Linked DNA regions of Ovis aries: region 1 is linked to region 2. The links are chromatin contacts, called in public Hi-C maps. All regions are on one chromosome and are shown on one strand. Each heading gives the region's core, a stretch centred on a gene start, on an enhancer-like site or on the middle of the called end of the contact. The rest is flanking DNA. Distances are from core to core; before and after follow the strand shown.

The links. Hi-C and Micro-C count contacts between places; a contact is called where the count stands out from the background.
Region 1: a Hi-C map of skin fibroblasts shows a contact between it and region 2, with 2.7 times the contacts expected there. The contact joins the promoter of UBE4A here to the promoter of SCN2B in region 2. A contact is called at or near these places in 5 of 16 Hi-C or Micro-C datasets (blood, liver, skin fibroblasts and 1 more).

Annotation. Positions count from the first base shown.
Region 1 is chr15:28,776,715-28,783,688 of ARS-UI_Ramb_v3.0, forward strand. It overlaps UBE4A (ubiquitination factor E4A), which reads left to right and starts at 5,008. Exons shown (of 21, transcript XM_060399316.1): 1 at 5,008-6,974. It overlaps LOC443398 (T-cell surface glycoprotein CD3 gamma chain), which reads left to right. Exons shown (of 5, transcript XM_060399311.1): 5 at 1-2,256.
Region 2 is chr15:28,612,080-28,619,276 of ARS-UI_Ramb_v3.0, forward strand. It overlaps SCN2B (sodium voltage-gated channel beta subunit 2), which reads right to left and starts at 1,420. Exons shown (of 4, transcript XM_042232696.2): 1 at 1,363-1,420. The region is part of intron 2 of LOC132657861 (a long non-coding RNA gene); the gene reads left to right.

The sequences.
Region 1 (6,974 bases), core at 3,758-6,257, 170 kb after region 2:
AGCCTCTTGATGAAAGTGAAAGAGGAGAGCAAAAAAACTGGCTTAGAACTCAACATTCAAAAAATTAAGATCATGACATCCAATCCCATCACTTCGTGGCAAATAGATAGAGAAACAATGGAAACAGTGATAGACTGTATTTTCTTGGGCTCCAAAATCACTGTAGATGTTGTCTGAGGCCATGAAATTAAAAGACACTAGCTCCTTAGAAGGAAAGCTATGACAAACCTAGACAGCATGTTAAAAAGCAGAGACAAAGCAAAGACCTTTACCAACAAAGGTCCAGCAAAGCTATGGTTTTTCCAGTAGTCAAGTATGGATGTGAGAGTTGGACCATAAAGAAGGCTGAGCACCAAAGAATTGATGCTTTTGAATTGTGATGTTGGAGAAGACTTTGAGAGTCCCTTGGCCTGCATGGAGATCAAACCAGTCAATCTTAAAGGAAATCAATCCTGAATATTCATTGGAAGGACTGATGCTGAAGCTGAAGTTCCAATAGTTTGGCACCTGATGCAAAGAGCCAACTCATTAGAAAAGACCCTATGCTGGGAAAGATTGAAGGCAGGAGGAGAATGAGATGACAGAGGATGAGATGGTTGGATGGCATCATAGAATCAATAGACATGATTTTGAACAAGCTCTGAGAGATGGTGAAGGACAGGGAAGCCTGGCGTGCTGCAGTCCATGGAGTTGCAAAGAGTCAGACATGACTGAGCATCTGAACAATAACAATACAGTCTTACAAGATATATAAAATACTCTATGTTGGAGATACTCTCGGCATATATAAGCAAATTCCAAGTGTGCATTATTCTCCCCATATTTTTCACACAAATGTTGTCTTATACATCTCGCACTTTTCAAGATTTTATTCTATTCAATAAAATCTGAGTACTTCATACCAACATATAAAGGAGCTCCTTTTTAAAAAATATAGCCGCTTTGTACAGATCACCTATAATTTTCTCAACTAGTCCTCTACTAATGGATGTTTAAGCTGGTTCTTTTGCTCTTACAATGCCACAATGACTGTAGAAATGTCATTTTTTTAAATTGTAGTAGTTGTAGTTGCTCAGTCATGTCCAACTCTTTGTGATCCCATAGACTCCAGCCCTCCAGGCTCCTCTGTCCATGGAATTCTCCAGGCAAGAATATTGGAATGGGTAGCCATTCCCTTCTCCAGGGTATCTTCCAGACCCAGGGATCAAATAGGGTCTCCTGCTTTGCAGGCAGATTCTTTACCATCTGAGCCACCAAGGAAGCTCTTAAAAATTGTATTGAGGTATAATTTACATGCTATAAAATCACTCACCTTACAGGATTTCACCTGTTCTCAGTAATTTTTATCAAATTTTCCCAGTTGTACAACCATCACCATAATCCAGATTTAGACTACTTCCATCAGTCTCTTAAAGTTTCTTGTGCTGTTTCTGGGGGCTTCCCTCATAGCTCAGCCGGCAATCACTAATCTCTTTTCTGTCCCTTTAGATTTGCCTTTTCTGGAAAAATGGAATCATATGGATGTTCTGGACATTCTTGTGCCAAGTCTTCATGTGGACATATGTTTTCATTTCTCTGGGTTGCTACCTAGGAGGGAAGGATTGCTGGGTGGTATGGTAAATTTATCTATATCAGTTTAAGAAACTGCCAAAGTGTTTGCCAAACTGGCTGTTCCATTTTACATTCCCAGCAGCGATAAGTGGTTGGGGTTCCTCTTTCTTCTCATCCTCACAAAAGTTCGTTACTATCTTTTTTAGTATAGCCATTCTAGGGGATGTAAAACAGTATCTTATTATGGCTTTGATTTGCATTCTCTAATGACTAACGATGTTGAACATCTTTTCATGTGCTTATTGGCTATTCTCATCATATCTTTAGTGAAGTGCGTATTCACAACTTTTAAAATTCAGTTATTTGTTTTTCTTCTTACTATTGAATTGTAAACGTTTTTATATATTTTCAAATAAAAGTCTTTTAGCAGATATATGATTTGCAAATATATCTACCAGTCTGTGATTTGTCTTTTCATTTTCTTAATGGTGTCCTTTGAAATGCAAAGGTTTTTAATTTTGCTGAAATCTGTTCTACTCTTTTTTTTCTTTTATGGATTGTGCGCTTGGTGTCATGACTAAGAAATCCTTGCCAAACCCAAGATCACAAAGATGTTTTTATAGTTTTAGTTCTAACGATAAATGTTATTTTGAACATTAAGACTATTTGTAACAAATACAAATAAATGCAATTGCAGGACCATAATGTATTTTCACCTGTCATTTAATGAAATATTGCCAAATTGCACTTCATAGAGCTTGGACCAATACATAATTCTAATGAGTGCCTATTGTTTCATATACAATCCAAAAGTGCACTACTAAGCTTTTTCAACTTTGTAAATCAGATAAGTTAAAACGGCGTCTTGGCTTAATTTTAATTTGCATTTTCCTAATTAAAAATGAGAGTGAATCATTTGTTTTTCCTGCTCATGAAATATAGGCTCATATCCTTTGATTGTCTTATTGACTTGCAACAATCCTTTACATATTTGGGAAACTAGATCTTTTGTTTACAATATTAATTGCAAATATTTTCACAGTGTTGTTATTTGGGTTTTGACTTTACTTATGGTTGGTTTTCTACACACATTTTACAAACATTTGCATGTAGTAGAATTCACTGTTCTTTTATGGTTTCTAGGTTGTTTCATATTTTAAAATGCCTTCTCCCATTCTAAGATTATTCTTTTAAAACTTTTCTTCCATTAATTCCTCTAGCATTTTCCTGGTTTATATATTTAAATCTCTGATCCATCTTAGACTAATTTAATCCAATGTATAAAGGTCTAATATATTGGCTAACTTTTCAATCACACAGCTACCCACTTAATCTGGAACTATTTATTGAAAAATCCACCTTATGCACATTGATTTTAAATGCTCCACTCTCACCAGATTGTAAACTCCAAAAAGGAAGACTTGTATTCTTTTTTCCACTACTATAGCTTGAGGAGCTAAAACAATGCTAGAACATAATAGGCACTCTAAGATTGCTCAACATTTGGTATGTACATATTCATGTCTGTGTGTGTGTGTGTTAAAGTAAAACACCATTTTAACCATTTTTAAGTGTACTATTCAGTGGCATTAAATACATTCACAATGTTGTGCAACCATCAGCTCTCATTTGCATAACTTTTTCATTATTCTGAAGAAACACTCTACCTATTAAAAGATAATTCCCTATTCCTCCCTCTCCCCAGTCCCTGCTGCTGCTGCTGCTAAGTCATTTCAGTCGTGTCCGACTCTGTGTGACCTCATAGATGGCAGCCCACCAGGCTCCCCCGTCCCTGAGATTCTCCAGGCAAGAACACTGGAGTGGGTTGCCATTTCCTTCTCCAATGCATGAAAGTGAAAAGTGAAAGTGAAGTGGCTCGGTTGTGTCCAACCCTCAGCGACCCCATGGACTGCAGCCTTCCAGGCTCCTCCGTCCATGGGATTTTCCAGGCAAGAGTACTGGAGTGGGTTGCCATTGCCTTCTCCGCCCCAGTCCCTGGTAACCTCTATTTAACTTTCTGTCTTTATGAATTTGCCTACTCTAGGTACCACATATAAGTAGAGGCATATAGTATTTGTCCTTTTGTGTCTGGCTTATTTCACTTAGCATGATATTCTCAAGGTTCATTCATGTTGTAGCATGTAGCAAAATTTCCTTCCCTTTTAAGGTTTAATAATAACCTTCTGTATGTATATGCCACATTCTGTGTGTCCATTCATCTGTCAATGGACATTTGGGTTGTTTCCACCTTCTGCCACCCACTCCAGTGTTCTTGCCTGGAGAATCCCAGGGAAGGGGGAGCCTGGTGGGCTGCCGTCTATGGGGGTCACACAGAGTCGGACACGACTGAAGCGACTTAGCAGCAGCAGCAGCAGCAGCAGCAGCAGCAGCAGCAGCAGCACCTTCTGCCTACTACAAATGATGTTGCTATGAACAGTGCTGTACAAATAACTATTTCTTTGACGTATTTAGCCAGAAGTAGAATTGCAGCATCATATGATAATTGTTTAACTCTTTAAGGAACACTAAACTTTTTCTGAAATAGTCCAGTAGTTTACATTCACAAGGGTCCCTATCTCACCACGTCCTCACCAAGACTTATTTTCTTTTTACTTTTTCATAATCACCTTCCTAAGAGGGATGAGGTAGTACTTCATTGTAGTCTTGACTTGCACTTCTCTAATGATTAGTGACATTGAGCACCTCTTCATGCGCTTATTGGCTATTTGCATATCTTCTATAGAACACTATTTATTCAAGCCCATTGTCCATTCTTTAATCAAGTTGTTTGAGGTTTTATTGTTGAGTTATAGACTTTTTAATATAACTGGATATAATTTTTTAAATCAGTAATGTGATTTACAAATACTTTCCATCACTGTAGGTATTGTCTTTTCACTTGCACTTGAAAAGTATGCTCCATTTTTTCCCTCTGTGTAACTTCAGAGTACCCTTGAGGATCTGCATCCTCTTCACCTGACAAGAAAACTGCAACCCAATCAAAGACAGCATATTTGAACACACTGCCTGGCACCTAATAAGAGCTCACAAGTTTCAGTTATTGTTAATGCTACTGTTGCTTCACAGACAAAAATGATCTATGAAGAATCATAGAAGCTGTTTCAGTAAGGCACATCGGTGGGAAAAATAGAAAGCATAAGTCCGTAAATGCCTAAGCAGAGCCAGGGTTCACCACCTCATAGCTATTGCCGATACATGGGTTTCCCAGGCCCGTTTACTCCTACCGACCTCCGAAACACCGCTCTCCCTGCTCAACGCGACCCGCCCCCAACACAACCAACCCCAAGGCCGCTTCCGGCCACTTCCGCCCGGCCGCAGCCAGTTAGTGCATGCGCTGTGGGAATGTTTGCGCGCCCGCTCCCAGCACAGGGCGACACACCCAGCTTCCGGCGCCTGGATGAAATTGCACACGGCTTGGCGCCTGGTCATGACGTCAGTTCCGGTTGCCTTGCTGACTCGGAAGTGGCAGCTCTTCGGCCACTGAGACTCTGTCGTGTCGTCGCTGCTGGCCTTTCAGGCTCTGGTAAGAGAGGATATGGCTGGAGGGGAGGGGATCGTTGAGTCTGCAGTGTGATTTTTTTTTTTTCTCCTAGTCGGATGCCAGTCCAAATCTTTGCACGCTTACCTCCTCCAAATTCTCCTGTCCTTTCCTAAACACTGTCTCTCCTTCAAGAACTTCGACCCTGTCTGGTTTGGGAACCCCTTACAGTGCTCCTGTTTCTGGCATTTCTGCCCCTCGTTGCCATTCCGCTCCTGGAAAAGGCCAGAATCCTGGCCTTGCATTATTTTTGGCTTTCCTTCTCTAGAACGTGCCCCTAGTGGGTAGGTCTCCCTGTGTGCCGCGAATCCCTTATGGAACCTGGGGTGATAAAATATAGAGAGTAGACAACAGATACCCTGGTGCCAAAGAAGAGAAAATTAAACTTGGGTCCCTGTAGTCAAACCAGTTGAATCCATGTGGCAAGGTGTTGACATTTGTTAAGGGAAGTGATCATTCACCCCTCAGAACTCTTCTGTTATTCTGCTTCTTGCTCCCTCAGCATTTGGGTTTAGAGGACACTTCTAAAATTAAGTAACCGAGCTCAGAAGCTTATGTTTGATGCGTATTCTCTTTGGAATCAGCTTTTCACTCCAAGAACAAGGATATGTACGTTTAGTCTCACTGCCATAGGCTGTTTTGGTCTCACAAGGGAGCCCTCATATAAAATGGGACCCAGGAAGGAATGCTGTCTGCTTTGCAGCTTGATGAGATCCTTCTAGTTTGATGTAATTTAAGGATCTGTTGGCATGTAGAGGTCTGAAAGGGTTATTGGGTGGAGCATGTAACCCTGAAATAATTTTTTAAATTTCTTTTTCGGTTTGATCTATGTATTACTCTGGGCTTCCCAAGTGGTGCCATGGTAAAGAACCCACGTGCTAATGCAGGCAGGCTCAGAAGACTCGGGTTCCATCCATGCCTTGGGAAGGTCTTCTGGAGTAGGAAATGGCAACCCACTCCAATATTCTTGCCTGGGAAGTTCCATGGACAGAGGATCTGGGTGGGCTACAGGCCACGGGGTCCCAGAGTGAGACACAGCTGGGCAACCGTGCAGGTGCATGCACACACACGTATTACTCTCCAGGAAAGAAACCTTGTGGAGTATGATTTAATAAAGCTTGATTATGACAGTCTCATTTTTGTGAAGTATTCCAAGTATTTCTGTTTAAAAGCAATACCAAGTTTGATGTTAAAACATTTATGTGGTCATGTCTTTAAAGGCTGAAAGTGCCCCCTTAAGAGGATTAGCCATATTCTCAAGAAGATTGTATAGGACTGGAGGTAGACAACTTTTATAAATGTAGAGCCTTGCAGCACATCTATCAGAAATGTGTTTTTAAAGGGGATGTATTGGGGGAATTCCCTGGCAGTCCCATGTTAGGACTCTGCACTTTCATTGCCAAGGGCCCAGATTCAATCCCTGGTTGGAGAATTAAGATCCTGCAAGCCTCACGGCCAAAAGTAAATAAATAAATAAAGAGGATGCATTTTTAAAATCAAATCCAAAAACTTCTAAGAATTGGCAGATGTGTCATGCCAAAGGCTGACGACAGGATAGTGCTTTATGGTATGGTAGTTGAAAGGAGATTATAAATTCCCAGTGATATTGAATATTAAACAATATCAAGATTCCATTTTATCAGACTTTTCTTTTGGAGTGGGTCACATCTGGTTGCTCTTTTTACATTTGTGAGATCCTTGACCAAATCTAAACTGGCATCCCTACAAAGGTTTCATCAAATGATCCTCCCTTTTCATGTAAAATTTTCCTGGTTGCACAGTTAGCTCTTTTTCCATGAAAATAGTTGTTGCACAGATTTGAAGTACATATGAGAAAGATGAGCTTAATGAGGTAGGCAAAGCC
Region 2 (7,197 bases), core at 170-2,669:
CAACTCTTTGTGACCCCATGGACTGTAGCCTGCCAGCTTCCTCTGTCCATGGGATTCTTCAGGCAAGAATACTGGAGTGGGTTGCCATGCCCTCCTCCAGGGGATCTTCCCCGCCCAGGGAGTGAATTTGCGTCTCTTGTGTCTCCTGCATTGGCAGGCAGGTTCTTTAACTCTAGCGCCACCAATAGCCAGCACAGCTTGCCAGAGAAGGAGAGAGAAAGAGGGTTAAAGAGAGGGAGTGAGAGAGACTTTGTGATAGGGAATATTCCCACTGACAGCCCTTGGACTGGATCCTCAATTGCTATGCCCTCAGTGAGTAAGTGTAAGAGCAAGAGTGAAACTACCTAGACAGCAGGTTTGCAAGTAACTCCCTCACCCACCTACCCACTAGGAAGTCCATGAGAAGCCAGGTATGAAATTAGCATTTGGATCTCTTGACAGTCTGCAAGCGGGGTGGTGGGGGCAGTGCTGGGCAGTTTGGAGACAAGATCTAAAGGGCCACAACCACCCTCAGTCCATGAGTTGCTTTTTTTTTTCTCCTGATCCCTTCACCTGACCCCTCCTCCACTCCATCTGGCCCAAGCCAGAGAGCTTCTTCATCAGTGCCTGCTTCAGCAGTTCTCATCCCAATTTCGAGATCATTCCTCAAGCCTGCTTCCCACCTACGCCCCTACACACAGCAACAAATCAGTGGTACAGATTTCCAGGAAGCCAGACCCAGACTCAACTTTCTGCCCCCTACTCCACCACCGAATACTCTTCAATACCCTAAATCCGCCAGATTCTGAAGATTCACAGACATTAAGTCCCAGATCATCTGCAGCTGAAAGCAAAAATCCATGAAGAGGCTCTGCAGATCAACCTACCCTCTGCCCCCACCCCCACACAGGTCCATTTCAGGGAAATCCACAGAAAAATCACTTCTCTTGACACCTCCGGGGAACACTCGGATCCCCTGACCCAGCATTTCTGGGACCAGCTCACCCCAGCATTATGCGGTCCCCCGGACTGCATTATGCCGTCCCCCAGTCCCAGCACCTCTCTCCCCAAGGACACCAAGGGAAGCACAAGCAATGTCCTCTTTCCTGCCCCCGGCCCCCATCCTCCTCCTGTTGCAGCTGCACTTCTGGACCCCTCAGGAGCATGCAGATGTGCAGTCTAACTTACCTAAAGAGAAAAAGAGACTGAGCCCCGTGAGACTGAAGGCAGGGCGAGGTAGCCAGGCATTTCTGTGCATTTTCAGACTGAGATGTTAGTCGGGTGGGATAGGGGAGAGGGTGATTTGAGGGGCCGAGGGCTACGAGGGAGGAATGGTTAGATGCTAAAAAAAAAAATGCACAGATGTACTTCAAAGACACATACAACATTAAGGAAGCTTTATTTCCATCTCTCTAATATGGCCGGCTTGTATGTTGCTGCTAAAAAGAGAGAGGGAGTGTGGAAGGGAGAGAGAAAAAAGTGGATGGAGTAAATTTTGTGGTTAGTGGATTTCGAAAAGCAGGTGGGAGGGCATAAAAAAGTCTTTCTGCAAAGAAAAAAGTCCCTCCAACAGCAGCACTGAAGTATAGCCTGCCTTTCTCCTTCACTGGGATGACTGTTAGGGTTTGAAAGCTGTTTGAGGAACCCACTTATCTCAAAGCTGCTGAATCCTTTTTTTGGGGTGAATTCTTTTTTGTCATTTAAAAAACACCCAAAAAAGGAGATGATAATATTTGTTTACTTGGAATGGTTTCAGGAAGTAGGCTGGGAGATTTTCAGGAAGTAAGAACTTCCTCATTTTTCTAGCATTTCCACTGAAAACAGAACAGCAGATTGGTGTGAAAATGTCTAGGAGACCTTATAATCAAATGTAATGTGAACTTTTGGGGAATCCTGATTCAATCAAATCAGTAGTAAAAAGACGTTGTTGAGATCACTGGGGAGAAAACAAATATGGACTGGGTGTTAGATTACATTAATGAAGAATACTTCATTTTGGGGTGTAATAAAAAAATTGTGGTTATGTTCTTTAATGTTTTTTTCTGTTATACGCACTGGAATGTTTATAGCTGAAATGATAGGAGGGATGAAATTTGCTTTAAAATATTCCAAGAAAAAAAATTATGGGGGGAGGTCGGTGACACAGGAGACGTAGTCTTTGTTGATTGTTGAAACTAGTGATGGGTGCAAAGGTTTACTATATGTTCACTTTTCTGTTGTGTATGTTGGAAAGTACTTCCTTTGGAAAAAAAAGAAAAAAGCTAAAATCATAAGAGAACTTGGGGTGTAGTACCCACTCTTCCAAGGAGACATTTGAGGAGAACACAGACTCATGCAGCCACTACAGGCACTTGTGACGGGCCACTGAAGAACCAAGAGGGAGCTACTTGCATCTTAGAGCATTAACTCTGTACCAAGTCTCTACCTCATCATATGCCGGGAAGAAGTGATTTCTTCTCTCGTTTTTAAGTTTATTTTTTAACTGGAGTATAATTTCTTCACAATGTTGTGTTAGTTTCTGCCATACAACAACAAGAATCAGTATACAAATATCCTCTCCCTCTTGAGCCTCCCTCCCACCACCCCCCATCCCAGCCCTCTAGGTTGTCACAGAGCACCAAGTTCAGCTCCCTGCGTTACACAGCAGCTTCCCACTAGCTGTCTAGTTTACACTGGGTGGTGAAAAAGGAGACGCATGCCCACCCCCAGGGTAAAGCAATTGGAGATTCATTCCCTGTGGAATAATAATATAATATATCCACAAGTATTAATAATATAATTCCCTGTGAAATAATATAATTTCACAGAATCCCATGGACAGAAGAGTCTGGTGGGCTACAGTCCATGGTGGTGCAAAGAGTTGGACATAACTGAGTGACTAACACAACAATAATAATTGTTGTTGTCCAATAATTATATGATTATGAATAATATATATGATTATGTATTCATATATTCATAATATATATGAATAATTATATGAGTGGATTACAATTATATGCTGTTGTTCAATAATTACAATAATAAAACTGATATAATACTGTAGCCCACCAGATTCCTCAGTTCTTGGAGTACTCTAGGCAAGAATACTGGAGTGGGTAGCCATTCCCTTTTCCAGGGGGTCTTCTCAACCCAGGGATCCAACCCGGGTCTCCTGCATTGTTGGCAGCTTCTTTACTGTCTGAGCCACTAGGGAAGCCCTAATATATTGTAAGAGCAGGACAATTAAGGGAGGAGGCTGGGCCCTGCCTAGACAACGTACTTCTCATTCTTGAAGTCAGGAGACCTCCCCAACCACATGTGCACTGAAAAGCTCCTTGGAGGTTAAAGGGGGATTGATGTCAATGGATGCTCTACCCACAGGCCTTTGTGGTAGAATTCATCTTGGCTAAGAGACGCCTGTACACACATGGAAGGATCCTGAGATATACCAAATATAAACTGTGAATCAGGGAAATCAAAATGATTGGCCAAAGGAAAACAGGAAGAAATGCCCCATGTAAGTGATTTTACCTGCCATGGGAACACAGTTCAAGGACTTTCCCTCTGAGTTTGCACGTGTGTCTATGCACACGTCCTGTACTCTCTTTTCCTCTTGATAACTACTTGCTTCACTACTTTCTGTCTTTGTGGAAATTCTTTTCTGCAAAGCCAAAGGGCCAGGCCCCTTGTCACTGACCACTGGTCTAATGGCCAGGATCTGGTGCACTCACCACCACAGCCTGGCCTCGCTCTGTGGCTGGAAACCCAAGCCTCCCTCCAAGCGATTGCAGGCTGAGGCCACCTGAGATAAGTAGTGTATATGTGTCAATGCTGCTCTCTCAATTCATCCTTTTCTCTTTTTGTTAATTGCAGTGAGGAAACAGAGGACAACAGGGCCTAACCCTCTCAAGTTCAGTTCAGTTCAGTCACTCGGTCGTGTCTGAATCTTTGTGACCCCATAAACTGCAGCATGCCAGGCCTCCCTGTCCATCACCAACTCCCAGAGTTCACTCAAACTCATGTCCATTGAGCCAGTGATGCCATCCAACCATCTCATCCTCTGTCATCCCCTTCTCTTCCTGCCCTCAATCTTTCCCGGCATCAGGGTCTTTTCAAATGAGTCACCTCTTCGCATCAGGTGGCCAAAATATTGGAGTTTCAGCTTCAACATGAGTCCTTCCAATGAACACCCAGAATGGATTTCCTTTAGGATGGACTGGTTGGATCTCCTTGCAGTCCAAGGGACTCTTAAGAGTCTTCTCCACACCACAGTTCAAAAGCATCAATTCTTTGGTGCTCAGCTTTCTTTATAGTCCAACTCTCACATCCATACATAACTACTGGAAAAAGCTTAGCTTTGACTAGATGGAACTTTGCTGGCAAAATAATCTCTCCTTTTTAATAAACTGTCTAATTTGGTCATAACTTTCCTTCCAAGGAGTAAGCGTCTTTTAATTTCATGGCTGCCATCACCATCAGTAGTGATTTTGGAGTCCAGAAAAATAAAGTCAGCCACTGTTTCCCCATCTATTTCCCATGAAGTGATGGGACTGGATTCCATGAGCTTAGTTTTCTGAATGCTGAGCTTTAAGCCAACTCTCTCCACTCTCCTCTTTTAATTTCATCAAGAGGCTCTTTAGTTCCTCTTCACTTTCTGCCATAAGTGTGGTGTCATCTGCATATCTGAGGTTATTGATATTTCTCCCGGCAATCTTGATTCCAGCTGCTGCTTCTTCCAGCCCAGCGTTTCTCATGATGTACTCTGCATAGAAGTTAAATAAGCACGGTGACAATATACAGCCTTGACATACTCCTTTTCCTATTTGGAACCAGTCTGTTGGTCCATGTCCAGCTCTAACTGTTGCTTCCTGACCTGCATATAGGTTTCTCAAGAGGCAGATCAGGTGGTCTGGTATTCCCATCTCTTTCAGAATTTTCCACAGTTTATTGTGATCCACAGTCAAAGGCTTTGGCATAGTCAATAAAGCAGAAATAGATGTTTTTCTAGAACTCTCTTGCTTTTTTCATGATCCAGCAGATGTTGGCAATTTGATCTCTGGTTCCTCTGCCTTTTCTAAAACCAGCTTGAACATCTGGAAGTTCACGGTTCATGTATTGCTGAAGCCTGGCTTGGAGAATTTTGAGCATGACTTTACTAGCATGTGAGATGAGTGCAATTGTGCGGTAGTTTGAGTATTCTTTGGCATTGCCTTTCTTTGGGATTGGAATGAAAACTGACCTTTTCCAGTCCTGTGGCCACTGCTGAGTTTTCCAAATTTGCTGGCATATTGAGTGCAGCATTTTCACAGCATCATCTTTCAGGATTTGAAATAGCTCAGCTGGAATGCCATCACCTCCACTAGCTTTGTTCGTAGTGATGCTTTCTAAGGCCCACTTGACTTCACATTCCAGGATGTCTGGCTCTAGGTGAGTGATCAGACCATCATGATTATCTTGGTCATGAAGATCTTTTTTGTACAGTTCTTCTGTGTATTCTTGCCACCTCTTCTTAATATCTTCTGCTTCTGTTAGGTCCATACCATTTCTGTCTTTATTGAGCCCATCTTTAACTTGAGCCCACTGAAGTTACCTATGATATTAATAGTTAAGGGCAGGGTTGGAGTCAGGACTCAAGCTGAGGTCTGTGTGAAACACTGCATATATCCAGTAATCCATATCACTTGTTACCAAGGGGAGGAGACACGAGAAATTCCCTTGGGTTGTTTAGAGACACAGGGAAGAGAAAACCAGAATAGATGAAGCAAGATGCCTCTGTGTGTGTGTGTGTGTGTGTGTGTGTGTGTGTGTGTGTGAAACAGAATGCAGAAAGAGTCAGGGCACAAAGGAATAAAATGAGAGGCCAGCACAGTGCTCATTTCAGAGCAGACACAGGTGCTGCCTAGCTGCCCAGGGGTACCCTGAATGAATGAATGAGTGAATTTGGAGAGGGATGGGACATCATCCACATTATCAAGAAGGCAGTGAAATCTAGCCCAGGCCACTGAAGCCGTCCTAGGTTGAGGAGGAGTGAAGTGGGTCAAATTTGGGTGGCAGCTGCTGAAAGCAGAGGTATGGGGAGAAGACCTCTGAGCTTCTCCACACCAGAGGTGCTGATCTGTGCCTGGATCTTACAGAGACTCTGTCACCAAAGTGCCTCTCTCACTTCACCAGAGTCTGGCTCTAGCTGGCTCCTTCACAGAGCTCACAGCCCAAAGGAAGAGAAATCAGAGAAGGAGAGATGGGGTAGCCTAGGAGAAAAGGGTCTACTGGTGGCCACAACGCTAAGATCCCAGGCCGCCTCTGCCATCAGCACTGGCCTGGCTCTCAGGTGCGCTCACAGGGGTACACCAGCATCAGCCCAGGGGCCCCAGCTCCCTCCCAGCCCCTCAGCCCGGTCCCAGTCTGCAGCACCACGCTGCCGCAGGCACATGTCAGGCGGAGAGTTTTGGTTTGATGTAGCCGGCCTCCTCCTTTTTCTTAACGCTGTTGAGCATGCCTGTGAGGCCCAGGGAAGCTGCTTGCTTACCCAGCTCACTTGGTCTCACACTGGGTCCAAAAGCTTCTATCTGGGGGAACATCTAAGAAACAGATCCAGAAGTTCCTTTGCCTCTATCCAGAATTTGGCTAAGAGAAGCCAAGCCTGTGACTTAGTATAGACTTTGTCCAATTCAGCTCTCCAGGACCAAGAGTCAGAAGGCGTTGAATCAGGGGAGAGGCACCCTGGCAGGGAGAATTGGGAGGAGAGCAGACCTCGAGCTTCCCCACAGCTCAACCGGGCTTCCAGATGCCCATCTGCTTCAAAAAGGTATGCCTTGCCCCATGAGCCAATAAAAGCCTGGGAAGCAGAAACTCAAAGAGGTAATCAATAATCTGCAAAACAAGACAGCACTGTTGAAGACGGGCTATCTGGGGAATGAGGCCCTCTTTTCAGCATTTCTACCCAGTGCCATTTTTCCCTGAAGACTGCATTAGACAACACTCAATTTTCTATCCTGCTGGCAGAAGAATGTTACAAATAATCCAAAGGAAGGTGGTTTCCTTTTGCCTTTGGAATTCTTAGTTGAGGCTACAGAGAGCCTCTCTGGGTACCACTGCCTTACTGGACCAACATCCTCAGCCTCACCTGGGAGCTCCTTAGAAATGCAGAGTCATGGGCCCCACCTCAGACCCAAAGAATCGGAATCTGCATGTTAAACAAGATCTTTAGATGTTTCTTGAGCACACGAAAGTTAAGTA